Regions from separate parts of the Drosophila melanogaster genome. Here region 2 is linked to region 1. Evidence: chromatin contacts called from public HiChIP or PLAC-seq data. All regions are on one chromosome and are shown on one strand. The core of a region is the stretch at or near the end of the contact, and the rest is flanking DNA. Distances in the headings are between cores, read along the strand shown.

Evidence for each region. HiChIP or PLAC-seq counts read pairs in DNA pulled down with a chosen protein or histone mark.
Region 2: a CP190 HiChIP or PLAC-seq map of the Kc167 cell line shows a contact between it and region 1, with 2.6 times the contacts expected there. The contact joins the enhancer-like site here to the promoter of Scr in region 1. A contact is called at or near these places in 21 of 107 Hi-C or Micro-C datasets (the Clone 8 cell line, the Kc167 cell line, the ML-DmBG3-c2 cell line and 10 more) and 1 of 6 datasets of contacts at active chromatin or transcription factors (the Kc167 cell line).

Annotation. Positions count from the first base shown.
Region 1 is chr3R:6,847,813-6,851,661 of dm6, reverse strand. Scr (Sex combs reduced) reads left to right here and starts at 1,681. Exons shown (of 3, transcript NM_206443.3): 1 at 1,681-2,117.
Region 2 is chr3R:6,910,591-6,914,439 of dm6, reverse strand. The region is part of intron 2 of Antp (Antennapedia); the gene reads left to right. The region is part of intron 1 of CG46458; the gene reads left to right. Among named protein-coding and RNA genes, the nearest start is that of lncRNA:CR43252, 7.8 kb to the right of the region's middle. Within about 2 kb of position 2,014, at least 36 of the 39 cell types and tissues checked have an H3K27ac peak or open chromatin away from gene starts, as enhancers often do. A contact at or near this core is called in the Kc167 cell line, the OSC cell line, the S2 cell line and 6 more, where this site is marked.

The DNA.
Region 1 (3,849 bases), core at 432-2,931:
GCTGCTGATTGTTTCATATTAAAAATTGAGCGTGTGTGTGCGAGGGGCAACATTTACAATCGGAGGCAACATGCAAGCGATGATGAAAAATCGCCTGCAACATGTTGGATGCTGCTGGGGACCCTCCATGGATCTAGAATGGAATGGGATCCGAGAGGATGCTATGCTATGCTATGGATTGGGATACGAGAGTCTGGCGCTGGCTGCCCGCTGGCATCGCCAACATCAACTCCAATTACAGAAGTACACGCAGGCGTCTCTCTTATGATTTTTTTTTTTTAGTTTTTCATTTATTTTCCATCATTTGTTTTTTTCTATACTTTTATATGGTTTGTGGATGATGCGGGCCAACCATAAAGAGCTGACATGTGTGTTTCAAAAACACAGCGGAAAACATATGGCAAAAAATACGACTTCTATAAGAAGAACAAATCGAATTGGTACATAAACTTAAGCTATAAATTCCGAAATACGTACTTACAAAATTTATTTATATTTTAATAAACATATTTTCGAAAGAATTGCTGATTTCGCGTTTCGGGTTTCGAAAGTAACCGTTCAGTACCACTTAAAAAAACACTTTTATTACAAGTTCGTATCAAATAAACGTATTAAGTTTATACGTTTTTAAATAAGATAATTTTTAAGACACTCACTATAAATACTTATTAAAACAAACTTTTGCTTTTGCAATATATTACGAATGACCTATGCCATTTATCTGTATTTGGTATATGTTTGTGGTTTCGCAACATAAACGTTAGATTCCAAAAATAAAAATAAAAAAAATAATCTCATTCAAAATCGATTTTGGGTGTGTCTTAACCAGCAACTCATTTTTATGATAAAAAATAGCTAATCAACATTTAAATCTCCGAGACAAACTAATCAATTGAATTCAAATTCAAATGACGCCAAAATCAAACCATATGTGTGTTCAGCTCTGAATGCGATGCTGGATTGTTGGTAGCAAATATGAAATCGACTTTTAATTAAGGCATTTAGCCAAACAAATCAAAATCGTTAAGCCCCGATGCTGAATGAATCATGAGAACTTGAACTTGGCTACGGCCCAAAGAGAACCCGATCCGCAGCCCCGAAACAGACCGATAAATTTAAATTCAGAGACAACTGCCAACGAGCTCGTTTTAAAGGAGGAATAACTTAAGCTTCAGCAGGAGACTTTGCATTTTGCCAGGCCAATAAAAATGGAAATGAACGCGGAGCGGAACGTTTATAAAATAATAATGCGAAATAATAATGTGGCGGTGATTTAGCGGAACAGTGCCACGATTGAATACAAATAAAGTGGGGGAGACGCCTAATCTAGGATGATTTCGGCCTAATCTGGAGCGTGAACCGGGGGCAGATGTGTCCTGGAGTGGCTGCCAACTACCTGTTTTTTCTCGCTTTTCTCGTATTTCTCGCTTTTCTCGAGAGCGCGCTTTTCCCCAAATCGAGGGAAAAGCTGGAGCGCCATAGGCCGGTTGCCGTGGCACCCTCGTCGCATAAATCAAGACTGGGGGCGGAGTCTGCCGTGGGTGCAAGTGGGACAGCAGGATTTTCGAAAATGCGCACTGTCCGTCCTCTCTCTCGCACTCGTTGGCCGGGTCCTCAAATGATTTACAGTGTTCGAAACGCACACAAGGCAACGCACGAGAGGGTCGTTTTGTCGGTTTTTATGGCTCAAACGTGAATTGAACGTGGCGCACTTCAGTCGCCAAGCAGCGCGCTCGGTCTTCTGCAAACATAAAAAGATACAGATACACGTTCTCGTATTCGTACGCGTAGCAATCCGCGAAGTTTCCGCTTGAAAGCCAGTCTTGCGATTCCATGGAAAGCTCTTTGGCGACGGCAAGGTGCCATGGTCTCCCCATAGCGGATACTTTACCGACTAACTCCTTTACATAGGAGCGGAATTACCTACCCACCTCAAATAATTTCTCAAACTGCTCATCTTCGCAAATAACTAAGATAGCAAAGTGCAGTGCAAAAGGCAAATACAATTAATACGAAAATAAAAAGTATACAGTGAAGTGCTGGCTAAGAAAACTAATTGAATTACAACGACTTGTTCGTAGCGTCTGATTGGATTTCCCCAAATCGTCCACATAAAGGTAAGAAAATAACAAACGTAGAAAAACTAAACTCTGAATGTAAGAAGAAAATTTAAGAAAGTTTTGCCCTTAAAGGTTTAAATGAAACCATCGATATATCGTTAAATGGTTCCTTTTAACCTTTCTAAACTTTTCCACTCAAATCATTCTGAATTAAAACTGCACTGTGGTGTGGAGGATTGAATATTTTAGAGTCAATTTAACAAACAATAAATATTGTAGAATACAAAAAAGGTGTCAATTGTAAAAAATCAATATAATATATATATATATATTTTTTATAAATATATATTATTTTAGCAAGTTCAGAAATCCAATTACTTTACTTCTTTGCAATACCTCCAAATGTTATATAAACTAACTGCACACTTAACTAAAAAAAAATATATGAACAACATTAAAAATATATATTAAATCTTCAGAGACAGATTTTACTTCTCCAAACTCCCAAAATGAGTCCCAGAGTCTTGATTTTATCCCAACTAGCCCAAAGTACGGAGTTCGAATGTTTATGATTTGGTCCCCCGAAATCGATCTCACACGGACAGTGTCGGTGAGAACAATAAGACTTTAGTCGCAGTTCGAAACATGATTTTCGAACTACCGAGTAACGATCTCTCTCAATAAGAACTTGTTCGAAACACGCGAGAGCGGTGCTTTTCGAACTACCGCTCTTTCGAACTCACACACACACACACCGATGTGTCGTATTCGTATCCGTGAGATACAATTTGTGGGAACGAATTTCTGGTTTGGCGGTTGATTCGAAACGTTCTTCGCGTCCGCAAAGGTAGTTTCAGCACATGCCTGAGAGCGAGCGAGATGGCGGAGCGGCGCAATGCCCGTTGTCTCTCTCGCACACTTTTCGAATAATGAACACTGCACTTGGACGACGATATGTAGCTGTATAGCCATATAGCCTTACTTGCTCGTACTCGCAGATACAATTGGACGGGGGAAATGGAGCAGTATGAGTGAGCCAGAGCGCTGGCGTATCTGTGTTTTTTATTGATGCTCAGAAATTTGAATTATGCCCGAGCAGTCAAAGTGAGACATTGGCGCTTCGAGCACGTATCCGCGGATACACCGGAATAACAGAAAAAAAAGCACAAATAAAAAAACTCAAACAATCCAACACTCAGCTGTTCCGCGTGTAAAGACCCTCGAATACTGTTCGATTTTAGCGAAAGATGGATGGACTGCAAAGTGCTTGCATCGATGCTGGCGCTGATGGACAGTCATAAATTCGGCGTGAAATTCGCGCAGATACTTAGATACTCCGTCATAGCGCATATACTTATCGTGATCTGTAACAAATTGCGCGTGTGCTTGTGTGTTTGTGATACCAAAAGCCGTCCAAATCCGTCGCTTAGCCCTTTGCGGCCAATTACCCATTAGAACCATCCAAAACATAAGCCTGCAGGTAGGACGCAAAAGTCTAGCCAGTTTGCCCTCAGGATGCCATCGGATTAATTTCCCAGATATCCGGCTGGTTGTGACAATTCTACCTTCGTAATTGTGCACGTTGATTTCCGCACTCAGCACAAGTGAAAATCGTGGTTCAGTGCAGTGAAAATCAGAAAACAAACTCACTTGAACGGAGGTGAACGCCGTCGGCTAACTAAAATTGTGAGTAAACGAGTTTAACGGCTGAAAATATTTTAAGCGCTTTGGAACAGGTGAAAACAGTCATGGAAAGGATATTTATTCGTTGTCAGTTTTTGTTTTGTAT
Region 2 (3,849 bases), core at 765-3,264, 62 kb before region 1:
TTGTAGGGTTTTTCATGCTTTTTTCTCTGTTGTTGTTGGCTTGCGTTTGCCTCTGTTTTTGGTGCGCTGCTTCAAGTGCCTGAAATTTATAGTGGTAATAAAATTTTATTTGCTCTTTTAGTTGATGGGACAATAAACTCTTCTGGCATTTTTCGGCCCCTTAAAGAAGAGCACGTGCTTTGCGGTCTTCTTCTACAGGTGATTACATTGAAATATATTCTATGCGAGACACGGATTGAGTACGCTTGGTTTCAAGGTCATTTGTAAAAAAAAGAAATGTTTCTATATGAAATAAATTCCATTAATAAATTTGATAGTGTCTTTGATATATTCAAAAGTAATTTTTGTAAGAGCGCTTCTAATTAATTTTCCTCATCTCAAAGTGTTTCTTGTGTGATTCTCCCTAGTGGAGCGAGTATTCTTCTTAAGGCCACTGCTATGCGTTCCACCTCCCAAGTTTCCAGGTCTCAACAACTTCCCTCTCTCCACATTCCTGCCGCTGCGAAAACTTAGTCAAGCCAATTATTATTTAAATAAAATGCAAAACAGCAACTCAAGCCGCCGGCAGAGGTCGGTGCAGCCGAGCAGAACGCTTCTCTCCACTTGGCTTAATTGAGAGACATCCACCCGGCACACAACACCTCCCCCTTTGCCACCTGAAGATGAGACGCACTAACTGCTATAGGTTTACCGTTGCCGCTTCCTCTTGGACGCCCTTCTTCAAATGATGCCGACAACAATGGCAACCCAAGCAGCGGTGGCAACAGGAACAACCAGAACGAGAACATGACATGACAGTTGACGGGCGACGCCTTCGTCTAACGGCTGGAAATGCACAAAAAATAATGGCAGAAAAAGTATGGAAAGAAGCCGATTTTAGCTCCAGGCGGGTTGAATTTAAAGTCCTTTGCTTAGTACGACCTAAAAATTGTAGTTTAGTGTAGAGCATATTATAAAGCAAAAACTTTACGTTTCAATCCTTATTTAATATTTTTCGAATCTTTCAAAGTGTTTTCACCAAAAATCCAATAGGTTTTGATCGCATTTTTTTAATGTTGTCTAATTACCATAGAGTTATTATAAAAGCATTCATTGAAAATATTTCGAGTATTCATCCCCTTAAATAGAACTGTGCGACGGCAAAACTGTCTCAATTTCGATGGCAGTCGCAAATCAAAATGGCTGAGGCTGAAGTTGATGGCCGAAGAAAGAAGTCATTCATTTCGTTCATTTCATTTGTGTTTTCCTCGGATCCGGACACATTGGTTAGACAGGGACGGCGCATGCGTGGGAGTGGATGAGCGGGATGGGAAAGTGTTGATGTGCTCATTAACCAAATTCTGGGTAAAATCTCCACAGTGAGTGATGGATAACCCGTCCACTGGTCCTCTGTTTTGCCGACGGATCTACTTTTGACCCGATTTCGGTTGAGCAATCAGCTGTCGAGGTGTGTGGCTTAAAACTGGTAACGGGACTGCCCATATGGCATGCGCACTTTGTGCATGTGTGTGTGTTTTGTCCACTGCGAGTGTGTGCGAGGCTAAGTGGGCTGGGCTTAAAACTATGGTTCCTGTCTCGGCTCAACCTGAGTGCACAAGCAATGGCATTGCACTGTGGGACGAATGCATTTGAAAATACCTTGTAGTGACTCAATGATTTAATACTAAATTGAATGAATTAATATATTAATTAATATAAATTAATTAATATTAATATAACATTGTGTGTTTTTTTAATATATCAACAAAATAGGAAAGTTTTTATTTGATTGTTAAGAAATTGTTGTTAAATTTTGAGCATAGTGAAAATATTTGTACATACGTACAAATAATTTGTGGTCGATCATATTTTTATTTTAAAATTACATAAGTATAAAACAAGTACCTTACGTTTTCGGTGTGCACTCCTGTAATATCACTAAATAATTCCAATTAGCTTACCTTAATGTACATATATGTAGTTTTATCCTTGGGATCCACTGTACCAGCTGTCAGCTTAAATTATTTGAGTACTGACAGTTCGCTGACATTCTGCTAGATGGCGCTGCCAGACCTATAATGTACGTGGCATACTTTCAGGCTGTCAAATCTGACGAAGCTTTGACAATTGGCATGTAAAAACGTTAGTTTTTGGAATTAACGTTAGGTGGCGCTGGAGCTGACTTTAATTATTCCATAAAATGTCCAGTTAAATAGGTGATCCTTTTTTTGATTCACATTTTTCCCACTATTCATTGTTAATCTTGCTGCACCTAGGAAAAACTGGTTACAATTTCGGGGAGCATTTCATAAATGTTTAATTTCGAAGATAGGAACTTTGTGGGAAACTTCAACTTAAGCTTTACGCTTTCAATTAAAGTGTAGCAAAATCAGTTACGCCAAATCAAATTTGAGCAATTTCTTCGCTTGAATAAATCACATCAGACGAACATAAATCATACACCGAGCAGGCATGTGACTCCTGCCCACTCCCCCGCAGCTGCAGCAGCGGCAAAAACAGGAAGAACAGACAAAACACACATCAGACATTATTATCATCTCGCTTGTGCTTGAGTGGGTTTCTTTGCCTACCACAAGGCTCTGGCCACTGTTTCTGCCCCTCGCCCCACCGCTTATCCACCCACATGTCTGATATAGGCAGAGATCGGGGCAGAGTCCAGCGATTTGCCAGCATCCGTTTGGCCCTCGACGAACATACACACAAGCAAACACACGTTCACAATGAGAGCACTCAACACACAACCACGAACGCACGCTTCCTTCCGCCGCTGCCATTGTCCTTTCGCGCCATTTTGCCCATCCCGAGACTCCGACTCCCGCTCAATCGCCATCATTGGGAAATGTGTAATTGAAAGGGAAGCTTTTGGCTTTGGCAGCGACGGAGGCAAGAAAATTATTTCGTTAACAAAAGGGAAATGCCAGGAAAGTGGCGGGTAGGGGAGAGCCAGGAAGCGCAGAGAATGCAGGACGAACACAATGCAAAGAGAGTAAGCGAGAGGGGTGGGGGTGGTACACGGTTGAAATACTTTAAAGTTTACCATTCCGCTTATTTTATTATGCCCTTTTTTATTGTTTGGCCCTTCGTGCTTTGTACAAGTCGGGGAAGTTTCATTTCCGACAGCAAGTTACCGTTAGTTAGCTGTGGATTTTCGGCAGGGTTGTCACCATCACCACAGACTCAACTCGGAGCGAGCGGGATAAACATGTGAATATGCATGGCTTGGCAGGGAACGTGTGTCTCTGTCTCCCTCTTTCTGTCTGGATTATCGTCCAACTGAAGCTGGAGCGGGCAATTTTGTGATTTATGAGGTCAGAGACTCGTGATAATGAGCCAGGAAATTAAATCACTTTGACCGGAAGGATGTCAGGTCAGAAGGGGATAACACAATTGATTTCATATTCATAAATTCAATGAATGTTGTCAGCTTGTCAAGCGCGGGGAAAACGGGGGCAATCGCATGCCAGTGGAAGATCCTTGGTTTGAGGATTACAAAAGTTTTCGGAGGCACATTGCAGAATGTCATCTTGGCTTGACTTTGTGAACTTTCTGCAAATAAGGGCGACTGCAGGGTTCTTAGGGGGCTAAATATTGAGCATAAATTTCTGTTTAACATGGCAACATAACAAATCGATTATTATTATTATTCTAAATTTTTGTGGACTTTCATCTTAACAATTCGGATTAAGCACTGGTAATCAATATGCCGAAAGATAATCGGTAATCTTGAAACAGAAATCACACACCCTACAAACTCTTCCCACTCCCAAAGTACCGAATCTTTGGCATATTTTTAAGAACTCGCCGATGCGTACAAGAAACAATTTATTAGCGAACTCCACATGTTGCTCC